Linked DNA regions of Mus musculus: region 2 is linked to region 1. The links are chromatin contacts, called in public HiChIP or PLAC-seq maps. All regions are on one chromosome and are shown on one strand. The core of a region is the stretch at or near the end of the contact, and the rest is flanking DNA. Distances in the headings are between cores, read along the strand shown.

What was found. HiChIP or PLAC-seq counts read pairs in DNA pulled down with a chosen protein or histone mark.
Region 2: a FOXA1 HiChIP or PLAC-seq map of pancreatic cancer cells shows a contact between it and region 1. The contact joins the enhancer-like site here to the promoter of Slc27a4 in region 1. A contact is called at or near these places in 5 of 39 promoter capture datasets (the 3T3-L1 cell line, HPC-7-derived erythroid cells, cranial neural crest and 2 more), 1 of 15 datasets of contacts at CTCF or cohesin (embryonic stem cells), 4 of 484 Hi-C or Micro-C datasets (CD8 T cells, the G1E-ER4 cell line and embryonic stem cells), 4 of 115 datasets of contacts at active chromatin or transcription factors (embryonic stem cells and pancreatic cancer cells) and 5 of 9 other capture datasets (adipose tissue, embryonic stem cells, embryonic trunk and 2 more).

Annotation. Positions count from the first base shown.
Region 1 is chr2:29,799,688-29,805,503 of GRCm38.p6, reverse strand. It overlaps Slc27a4 (solute carrier family 27 (fatty acid transporter), member 4), which reads right to left and starts at 2,870. Exons shown (of 13, transcript NM_011989.5): 1 at 2,544-2,870; 2 at 1,178-1,344. The coding sequence starts at 1,338.
Region 2 is chr2:30,040,060-30,045,875 of GRCm38.p6, reverse strand. The region is part of intron 1 of Wdr34 (WD repeat domain 34); the gene reads left to right. Among named protein-coding and RNA genes, the nearest start is that of Wdr34, 5.9 kb to the left of the region's middle. Within about 2 kb of position 3,230, at least 29 of the 459 cell types and tissues checked have an H3K27ac peak or open chromatin away from gene starts, as enhancers often do. A contact at or near this core is called in the G1E-ER4 cell line, embryonic stem cells and pancreatic cancer cells, where this site is marked.

The sequences.
Region 1 (5,816 bases), core at 1,621-4,120:
GTTCTCTGAGACAGGATTTCTGTGTAGCCCCAGTTGTCTTCAAACTCAAGAGACCTGCCTGCTTCTGCCTCCCAAGTGCTGGGACTGAAGGCGTGTGCCACCACGCCCGGCTCAGAGTTCTACTCTTATTCTTCTAAGTCTGCTGTTCTGCTAGAAGCCCTCTGGGGTGGGGCCCCAAGCCCATAGTCTCCATTCCTGATCTGGAGATCGGGAGCTCCCCGTAGCCCTCACTGCCATAGAAGCTCAGGGGTGAGCTTTCTCCCTGCAGGTGGAAGCAGGTACCTGTCACCTTTACTACCTTGTCTCCTAGGCCTTCTCCATGCTGGGCACAGGGAAAATGTCCAGAGCTTGTGGAACCCCCACCCTACCCCCATATCCCACACTGCCAACTGCTACTTCTTTGTCAGTGCTGGGTCCTCTGGCTGTGCTCTGTCCCCCTCCCCCACCTGCACAGCACCTTTCAAACAGAGAGTCCTTTCCCTTCAGGAGACCTCTTGGGTTTCCCGCCCAAGTTCCTCACCTGGGGCTTGCTCTCTTTATCCCATGCTCCCACAGCTCCTGTGGGGCCACTAGACACCTCTTATAGTCAGCCCAGACTGACAAACACTGAGCTGTCCATTCTAGGCAAGGCTCCCTTTTCCGGGTACTAGAACACAGGAGTGAGCAAGACCACCAGGGTCTCTGCAGCAATAGCACAGACAGTTTAGGGAGTTACTTCGTCCCTTTCTTACCTCCTAAAAGTCTGAGCTTCTTCCTCTCTGACCCTCAGAACCAGCCTAGCATAGAGCAGCTAGGAGCAATTTCTCCCAGCTGTCTAACTCAGGATTTGTGCTAGCATCCAGTGTCCCCCTGGGCTCTTTCAGGCTGTGCCAACCTAAGGAAAGGTCCTTTTCCTCTGGGGTCTTCTTCACCTTGCCATGAACAGTGTCCTCGTGACCCTTCTCAGACACATCTTTCAACAGATCTGCTTTGATTTGTGCCCCAGGTCAAGGAGTCTCGGGGTTAGGAGATTCCTTGAGACCTTGACCTTGGAGATGAAAGTTCTAGGTATGCCAGGAGAAGGGCAAAGAGAAGACACTGTTCCTTTAATAACCCAGATGTCTTGTGCTGGCAGGGATAATGGCTGGTAAAGCCCAGCACAGTTGAGACCCCAAGGGAGGCTAGATATGGTACTCACAAGATATCTCTCCTGACCGTCTTGATGAAGACCCGGATGAAACGCCAGCCACCAGACCCCAAGTACAGGAGCAACAGGGAGAATCCCACCTGGGTCCAGGGCAGCTTCAGCACTAGCTTGGAGAACAGTAGCGCCCCCACCAGAGATGCTCCAAGTAGCATTGTGACCTGCAGGTACAAGGTGGTTAGGAGACACAATTCCTTCTTTAGGGGCCGCTACTTCTGCACCAGCAGCCACTTCAGTATGAGCCCAAAGGGTCAGCCTATGGGGATTGCCTAGTCACCTTAAAAGGGGTGGCTTAAAAAAGGTTCAAGGCTTTGGTTCCATGCCAAGTTGGAGGGGCCTTGAAATCTACAGCTCTGGGGTTAAGAAACAAGAGGATGATCTAGCTTCTGGTTCTATCTTTGACCACCTTGTCAAGTGACCTTGTGCTAGCCCCTTTCCTACTTCAGGCCATAGCACCTTGCTCTATGCATTGGGCTAGTAAGACTTGTTCTTAGAACCTTTCTAACCCAAACAGGACAGTCCATTCACCGATATTCAAGCAACCTAACCAGATGGCCGGGAGACAGGTGCTGATAGAAGTGTCTCTCCTAGGGACTCCAGGAGGTTCTGGAAATGACAACACCAAAAAGGGCAGCTTCCTGGGAAGGGAGCCCTGCACAGTCTCTGGCCCACAGACTCAAGGTAGCGTTGTGCCTCTACCGGTCCATAGAGGGCGAGCCAGCAAATGGCTTAGAGGCAGGAGGGGCCTGAGAGGTGACAGCCCAGGGGTAGGGTGGAAAGAGGTGATTGTTGGACAGGAAAAGGATTTGGAAGTACCCACACATTCAGATGGATCTTTGAGGACTAGGGCTGAGAAGGGGAAAGGCTGTGTTGAAGCCCAGGGCAGAGATTAAGGCCCACGCTCTATTCCCTCTTCTTTATGGATTTAGTCAAGAGGACTGCTAATGGATTGCTTTTCTTGGGAAGAGAGGAAGGTCAAAGATATGAAGTAGCCTGAATATCTCCAAGCTAGGCGGAGGACCACGGCCTGGAACACAGGGAATCCCTTATGAGACTGCCTTCTGGAGAAAAGCATAAAGCAATGGGTGGGAGGACTACCGCAGGATCGCTAAGATCCTTAGCTCTCTGACAGAGGCAGTCAAAAAGCAAGCTAGGAGCCGGTCCAAGACCGCTGAGAGAGGAGACAGGACAGGAGGGGCGCCACGGACCGATTGCCTCTAGATAGCCAGGACATCAGAGCGTTCTCGGGGTTGGGAGAAGGAGGGCGCGCCCCTCAGTCCGAGCCGGCACCGCCGTCTCCCCCTGCTCGGCCTGGCACATTTTCCCCGCTCAGAAAGCCGCCGTCCCCGCCTTAGCTCACCCGGCTGCGGCTGCGCGGCGCGGCGCCCCGTCAGGATGCGGCCCGGTTGCGGCAGCGGAGTGCGGTGCGCTGGGGGCATCGGCCGCCCCGGGGCACACACAGCCGAGCCTCGGTGCGTCTGGCCCACTCCTCGTCCTTGTAGGGTCTGTACCTCTGCCCCGCTCCACCCCCACCCGCCTCCCGCACCCGCACCGGCTGTGCCAGCCGGCAGCACCGCCTTCTGTGCCGTCCCCGCAGAGGGCGAGCTTCTGAGTCCGTGCACCTCAGCGCAACCCAGCCCCAGCGCGCCCGACACCGCCCAGCCCCTCCAGCCCTGCGCGCACCACTGCCTCCGCAGCCGCCCGGCCCGCTGGGAGTGGTAGGCTGAGCCGCACGGCATGCTGGGAGTTGTAGTCCTAGTAGTCTAGCTTGTTCAGGCTGCTGAAGTTGCCCTGGTCAGGCAGTGCTCCTTGGGTCGTTCCTCTCTGCCATTTCCTGGACCAGGGGATCCAGGTAGCATAAACCCGCCCACAGACCATTTGAGAATACATAGCCAGAAGCTAAGGCCCAAGTAGAATTTGTTTAACTTATTATTATTATTTACATTTGTTTGCTTATTTGTGTATGTGTAGATACATATGCCAAAGACCCTGTGTGGTCAGAGGACAACTCGTGGGAGTTGGTTCTGTTCTTACACCATGGGCTCCAGGGATCATACTAAGGTTACTAGGCTTGGCCCTCAGTCTTGGGAACAGGCACCTTTTCCTGATCCACCTTGTCAGTCCTGTTTGTTTTTTGAAACAGGGTAGTAACTTTGCCCTGGATCTTGCTGTAGTTAATCTACTTCAGCCCAGAGCGCTGGCATTACAGACATTAACTACTACATTTGTCTTGAAATAGAATTTAGCAAATGTTCAATACCACTTGCTGAAAAAAAAAAAAAGCTGGATTCTGGCAGAATACACAGGGCATTGGGCTTCTAGACCATTCTGGAATGGTCATTCACCACAGCTGAGTATGATTGTTCCCTCAGGACTTTTACAGTTTTCAGTACCTTTGCAAGGTTCAAAAAGAACTGAAGAGCCAGGAGGAGTAGCTTCAGGGGATCTCCTCAAAGGTCAGGATTTAAAGCCTGTGTAACTAACTTTAACCCTGACTGATAACACTCCCGAACACTGGTTCCTTTGTAAACTGTGAGCTTTGTCAGGCTGTGGGCAAGGGTCTAGACTCACAGCCGTTGGATTGAGAGCCTCTGAAAAGTTCTGGGGTGACTATGCAACGTGCCTATTACTGCCTCTGTTCTTAAATAGCCCCTTCAATGACTCAACCTAGTCAAGTTCTTAAGGGGGGAAGGGGCAACCTTCAAGGTCTGTTTATAGGGATTACAGATGACATTTTGGTATGAAGATGGTCTGGACCTGCTCAGGATTGCATCCATTGGAGAGGCTGGATAGTAAGCTAAAGGATGTCTCTAGGGCTATAATAGCAGGTGCCCCATGTTCATAGACATGTGCATCACAGACCAACAAGAGAATCATGTTCTCAGCAGAGAGTTCCAAATCTGTGCCTTCTTATGGATTAAAGGTGGGCTTTAGGGGATCAAGCACAGCGGTGGTGGTGGCACACACCTTTAACCCCAGCACTCGGGAGGCAAAGGCAAATGAATCTCTGAGTTCGAGGCCAGCCTGGTCTACATAGTGAGTTCCAGGACAGCCAGGGCTACATAGTGAGACCCTGTCTCAAAAACAAACTAACAAAACAACACCCCACAAAAGTGGGTTTGGGGGTCAGGTAAGCATGGTGGTACATAACTTTATTATTTATTTATTTGGTTTTTTGAGACAGGGTTTCTCTGTGTAGCCCTGGCTGTCCTGGAACTCACTCTGTAGACCAGGCTGGCCTCGAACTCAGAAATCTGCCTGCTTCTGCCCCCCAAGTGCTGGGATTAAAGGCATGTGCCACCACTGCCCAGTGGTACATAACTTTAATTTCAGCACTTGAGAGGCAAAGGATCTCTGTGAGTTTATGCCTGGCCAAGGCTATACAGGGAGAATTTTGTCACAAACAAGTAAACAAGCAATATCTCGTGGCTATGATTCACGGAGGACTCACCTCACAGCACTGGTGTGCAAATTCATGGACACATTTGAAATAGTGCTGACATGTTTATTATTATAGTTTATAGGCTGGCTATAGAGAGCACATAAATCAAGCTCTAGGAGACATTATGGCTCCCTTTGTTTGATGTTATTCTGAGTTCACAGTGTGTCAGAATAGGGATAGACACACAGCTTAGTAGAAGAGCCCTACCTAGCTTGCCCAAGGCCCTTGTTTGATCCCAGAACCAAAACACCCAATCAATCGATCGAAAAAGCCAAGCAGGGCAATGTGACGCACACCTTCCCTGCCCACTCATGCATGTGCCCCCTTGGCACACACATACTTTTAGTCTCCACACACAAGAGCCAGAGGCAAGCAGGTCTCTGTGAGTTGGACATCAGTATGTTCTATATGATGAGTTCCAGGTGAGCCACGGTTACAGCGAAACCTTGTTTCAAAGACAACCTGAAGAGTGGACTCAGCAGTAGGGAACATCTGTTGCTTCCCTAAGTTTCCTTCCTAGCACCCTCATCCAGTAGCCCGCAATCCCCTGTAACCCAAACTCCAGGGAATCTGAAGCCCTCTTTTAGCCTCTGCAAAACATGCATACATATATAAATAGAAAAAAAATATTCAAATAAGGAAAGAAGGAGCAGGCCAGTCTAGGTCATATGACATGACAAGACTTTGTATCAGATAAAAACTCTGGGTAGAAAGATCTTGTGAGCACAGACATGCGCGTGCACTGGGATTAGAGAGTAGTAAAGCAACTGCTTGTTGAATGAAAGAGAAAGAGAGGGAGAGTATGGTGACCGGTGAGTGTGAACACTCGCCCTAGATGGTTGAGGTCACTGCAGGAGAGCAAGTGTGTTTGGGAGAAGTGACTGCTGTTCTCTTAATAAACTTGTCACAGTGGTCAAATGAAGGCAGCATCCCACAGAACGCTGGGGCTCAGCGTCCCACAGAATGCTGGACTGGGCCTGAGGTCTAGAAACCAAACACAGACAAGCAAGACACCCTGCCTTCAAGCTGCTGGGACACGGAGAGGAGAGGGTGGGTAAAGACTGGACTAGGCTGTTCCTCCTCACATTCTGGCCCTTCATCTGCCTAATGCTCTCCTTGGGCTGTGGTCTTTCCCTGCTGGTCAGCCGCAGCTAGGAAGGAGTCCCTGACCTCAGTGGCTAGGCTTTGAGA
Region 2 (5,816 bases), core at 1,981-4,480, 240 kb before region 1:
GCACACACTTGGGGAGGCACCCAGATGCACACATACACACATAAGTACAAATACGATCCTTAAAGACAGCCGCACATGTACAGTGCACACACAGCTTAGAGGCTGGTGGGCACTGCTCCATGGCACAGTGGTCGCCCAGAGTGGACCAGCCCTGGTTCACTACTGCACTGCAGCAGAATAACAGCAAGCAAAAGGAAGTGGGAATGCTAGGAGGCTCTGGGATCCAGCACTGCCTCAGCCTGTGCAAGTACCCCATCCCCGGCTGTCCCTTCAACCTAGAAAGTCTAACCTGGAGCTGGAGAGTGCTTAAGAGCGTTTGCTGCTCTTCAGGAAGACCCAGGTTCTATTCCCAGTACCCACCACATTAGTGGTTCACAACCATCTGTAAATCTAGCTTCAGGGAACGCAGTACCCTCTCCCGAACTCTTTGGGGATCTCTCTGTCTCTGTCTCTCTGTCTCTGTCTCTCTCTCTCTCTCTCTCTCTCTCTCTCAACACACACACACACATGCATAACTTACAAAATGTAAGACATTTATTTTGGAGGCCCTGGAGAGCCAGCTCAGCAGTACAGAGCATTGGGTGCCTTCTCAGAGGACCCGGGTTGAGCTTTCATTGTCTACAAGGTGGCTCACCATCGTCCGTAACTCCAGCTTTAGGGATCCAGTGACCTCTTCTAGAGTGCTGGATTAAAGATCATTTACAGAACTTCATTTCCTTTTAGTAAACTGCTAAGATGCTTCCAGTCAGCCAGGTGGTGGTGGTGCACACCTATAGGCCCACCACTCAGGAGGCAGAGGCAGGTGGATCTCTGAGTTCGAGGCCAGCCTGGTCTACACAGTGAGTTCCAGGACAGCCAGGGCTACACAGAGAAACCGTGTTTCACAATACAACAAAGCAGCAGAAAGATGGTGTTTCCAGTCTCCTTCCCGTCAGGAAGCCTGGGCTGTAAGTACCTTGCTCTCTGGCCATCTCCTCTCGAGAGATCAGCATGGGCAGGTGGTGCTGTACTGCCTCTCAGCAGTGCACTGGGAAGAAAGCCTTATATTCACATTTAGTTATTTCATGTGTAAGAGTGTTCTGTCTGTATACTATGTGAGATTGTGGTACTCTGGGCGGCCAGAAGAGGGTGTCAGATGCTGGGGTCCTGGGGCTGCGAGCCAATGGTCTCCTCTGAAGAGCAGTGAGTGTGTTTGCATGTTTTGTTCTTTTGTGTGTGTGTGTGTGTGTGTGTGTGTGTGTGTTTTTCCCCGAGACAGGGTTTCTCTGTGTAGCCCTGGCTGTCCTGGAACTCACTCTGTAGACCAGGCTGGCCTCAAACTCAGAAATCCACCTGCCTCTGCCTCCGAGTGCTGGGATTAAAGGCGTGCACCACATGCCCAGTTTGTGTATTAAAAAAAAATATTTGCTTATTTATTTTATGTATATGCATACACTGTACAGGTGGTTGTGAGCCTTTATGTGGTTGTTGGGAATTGAATTTTAGGATCTCTGCTCACTCCGGTCCACCCCGCTCGCTCAGTCCCTGCTCACTCCAACCCAAAGATTTGTTTATTGTCATACATAAGTACACTGTTGCTGTCTTCAGACTCACCAGAAGAGGGCATCAGATCTCATTACGGATGGTTGTGAGCCACCATGTGGTTGCTGGGAATTGAACTCAGGACCTCTGGAAGAGCAGTGGGTGCTCTTAGCCGCTGAGCCAGCTCTCCAGCCCGTGGTTGTTTCTTAGTGGGTTGTGTTAGTTCTTGTGGGAAGTACCATGGCGAATATGGAAGTGTGGTGCTGCTCCCTTGGCAGAGGGTTAGAGTTTGAGTATCTGTCCCTCCAGTGCTTTGAACCTCTGGGATGCCCTAGCGGTGCATACGGCCTGCAGCCTGCTGTGACCCTGGACAGCAGGTGTTTGGTGTGATCTGGGAACCCGATTTTATGTTGAGCTGGAGTTAGTAACTACTTGCATAACTCAGTCTGCTGTCAAAAGTACCAGGAGGTCTATCCTCTGAGGAGAAGGTAGCCAGGTCTGGTAGCTGATGACTGTGGGTTGGGGGTGTGGGGGGGACGGGCGGTGCAGGGCGGACACTGAGTCAGGTGTTCAAGGCCAGCGTTGGCTACATAATGAGTTCTAGATTAGTCTAGATTCCATGAGCCCTGCCTCAAAAAAAAAAAAAAAAAAGGATAATGGTAAATAAAGTCTACATGTACCAGGTGGACTGCCAAGACTGTGGCTTAGTAGGGAGGGAGCACTCCCTACTCCTGAAGAGGACTCAGATCTTGAATCCAGTTCCAAAACAGCCACTGTCTTCTCGGCAAAGCACACATAGACGTAAAATAAACCAGTCTTCAGGTTATTACAGACCCTTGGGGTCATGTGATCCTTCTGCCTCAGTTGCCTGCACGGCTGGCTGCTCCACTATGATCTTTGATTTTTATTTTATGATTTTTTTTTGGGGGGTGGTGGTGGTTTGAGACAGGGTTTCTCTGTGTAGCCCTGGCTGTCCTGGAACTCACTCTGTAGACCAGGCTGGCCTCGAACTCAGAAATTCACCTGCTTCTGCTTCCCGAGTGCTGGGATTAAAGGTGTGCGCTACCACACCTGGCTTTATTTTATGTTTTTATTTTTAAGATTGTTATATTTTGTGTGTGGTGGGCAGTAGTGTAAATGCCACAGTGCATGTCTGTCACAGGGACAGTGTGGGAGTTAGCTCTCTCCTTTCACTGTGCAGGTCTTGAAGGACAGGCTCAGTGGTGAGCATCTTTGCCTGTTGAGCCATTTGGCTGAGCCCAATCCTGCTCTTTTTTGTTTGTTTGCTTTGAATTTTCAAGGCAGGGATTCTCTGTGTATCCCTCTGTGTCCTGGATCTCGCTCTATAGAGACCATGCTGACCTTGAACTCCGAGATCTGCCTGCTTCTGCCTCCAGGAGGCTGGGATTAAAGGCATGCACCACCGCCTGGCCCCACCTTGCTCTTTTAAAGTGTGCAGTTGTGTGGTGTGGAGTTGCTTTCAGTGCACACTCATCTCTAGGACAGGACCTTTTCCTCAGGGAGGAGCCCTGAGTTCCTTGAGAGAAACCTAGGACATATGAGCTGAACAGTTTCTGTCTTTACATCCCCTGGACTGCAGGGTAGGCGCCTTGTGCTTGTCTCCTGCTCACTTAAATGTGAATGGTTGAGTACCCTTCTCTCCAGGCATGCCTTCTGGGGTGTTGCCTGTCTAGCACGGCACATGCATGGCGCCCTCTGCTGGAGCCTGTGCCATTAAGTAAACCTGTGGCTTCTCCCACCAAAGTCTTGGTACTGGGCTGACAGGCATGCCAGCATGCCTGGGGCCCCCTTCCCTGCTTTGGGGCCCCCTTCCCTGCTTTGAGACATTGTTGCTCAAACTGGCCTCAAATTTAGGACGATCCTCCTGCCTCCACCTCCTGAGTGCTGGGATTAAGGTGTGTGACACTTTTGTCTCTAGATCCTTTTTAAGGCCTTGTGAAAAGACCCAGACTAACCAGAAATGTAGCGATTACTGCATACAGCTCATCTCCCGGCCTGGCCTCTCCCTTGAGTCCAAGTCTTTTGAGTAGCTGTTTGCTGCAGAAGCACTCAGAGCCAAGTTCAGCTAGGGGTGTGGCTGGGTGTGTGTGTGTGTGTCCGTATGGGACATATACCTATAATTCCAGGTAGAAATAAGAGGACCAGAAGTTGAAGGTCATCTTCATCTTCATCTTCAGACCCTGGAAGTGGGAGAAACAGCACTTGCATATTCAGGGTGAGAGCAAGTTTATGTGGACAGTACACGCTGGAGGGACGCTGGGCCTGGTTGCTGGATCTGCATTGCTTAGTCCATGTATACACACACACACACACACACACACACACACACACACACACATATATATTTAATGTATGAGTACACCATTGTTTTCTTCAGACACACCAGAAGAGGCATTAGATCCCATTACAGATGGTTGCCAATCACCGTGTGGTTGCTGGGAATTGAACTCAGGTCCTCTGGAAAAGCAGTCAGTGCTCTTAACTGCTGAGCCATCTCTCCAGCCCCCTTGCTCAGTGCTCTTAAGAGGTATTACATGTCCTTAACACTGGGTCAGATAGGTGCGAGTCTGCTATAGTGCTCTCACATCGAGTGTATATCAACGAGTGTTCACACAGGCCTTGGAAGGGAACAGTCATGGATGGGGGTGTGGGGTAGAGGAGACCTGAGGCCTGGAGAAGCCAAGGGACTCTGATGGCCTCTTGTTCGTTGTCAAGACCAGGTGAATAGGGTCCATCAGAAAAGAGGGTGAAGGGGCTGACTTTGTGGCCTTGGGCTTCACCCCAGAATCAGAAACACACACACATACGCGCACACACACACATGCGCGTGTGCGTGGGCCATTATTTTTTATTTTAAAATCTTTTTTTTTCACATAACATATTCTGATCAGGGTCCCTCTTCCCAACTCCTCCCAACTCCTCCCCTCACCCAAATCCACACTCTTTATTTTTCCTCTGAAAACAAGCAACCGAAAAACAAACAGGCTGGGCGTGGTGGTGCACGCCTTTAATTCCAGCACTCGGGAGGCAGAGGCAGGTGGATTTCTGAGTTCGAGGCCAGCCTGTTCTACAAAGTGAGTTCCAGGACAGCCAGGGCTGCACATAGAAACCCTGTCTTGAAAAACCAAAAAAAAAAAACAAAGAAAAAAAAAAACAAAGAAAAACAAACAGACAAACCAGAAAGAACAAAACAAACAAACAAACAGAAAAAAAAGCCAAACAATTTAAAGAAAGTCCAGTGCCTCCCGGCTGGGTTTAAACTTAATATGTAGCCAAGGACAAGGTGTGACCCCCACCTCCACTTTCTGTGTGGTAGCATTGTAGCTGTTAGTCAATGTGGCTGAGTTAGATCACATTTTCTGTTCTTTTTTTTTTTTTTTTTCCTTTCTTTTTTTAGACAGAATAGCTCAGGATGTCCTGGAACTTGCTGTGTAGACCAGTCTAGCCTGGTCTTCCTGCCTCTGTCTTGGCTTCTGCCTCCTGAGTCCTGGAATTAAAGACACGTACCCTCACACCATAATGACCACAGCGCTCTGACCACTGAAGACATTGGCTCTGTCCACCTGGGCTGATGCGTTGACCCCTGACTTGTCCTAGGTCTAGCATGGCTTGTCCTCGGCTGCTGTCCTGGCGAGGTGGGCAGCTGCTTCCTCTATCAATCCAAGTTCCAGGACTGAGCAGGGAGTTGGACCAGTCCAGAGATCCCTTTAGAGCAGTGTTTCTCAACCTTCCTGATGTAATGCTGCGACACTTTAATACAGTTCCTCATGTTGGGGTAACCTCCTGCCTTAAAATTATTTCCTTGCTGTTCACAACTAATTTTGCTATTGTTGTGAATTATAACAATTTTTTAAAAATTTTTTTATTTTTTTTGGTTTTTCGAGACAGGGTTTCTCTGTATAGCCATGCTGTCCTGGAACTCACTTTGTAGACCAGGCTGGCCTCAAACTCAGAAATCCGCCTGCCTCTGCCCTCCTGGGATCAAAGGTGTGCTCCACTATGCCTGGCTTATAACAAATATTTGATATGCTTGATATCTGGTATATGACCCTCAAGTGGGTCCAGACCCACAGGTTGAGAACCACTGCTTTAGCGTGCGCTGACTACCCCTGCTGCTCCAGCCCCTCCCTCTATTGGCTCAACCTTGACAGTAAGTAGCAGACACCACCCAAACAGCTCACAGTGGACCCTGTGGTGTGCATACCTCAAGACCTCCATGTGGACCAGACATCTGGTTCTGAGAGGCAGAAATTGGAATCTACCATCATTACTTT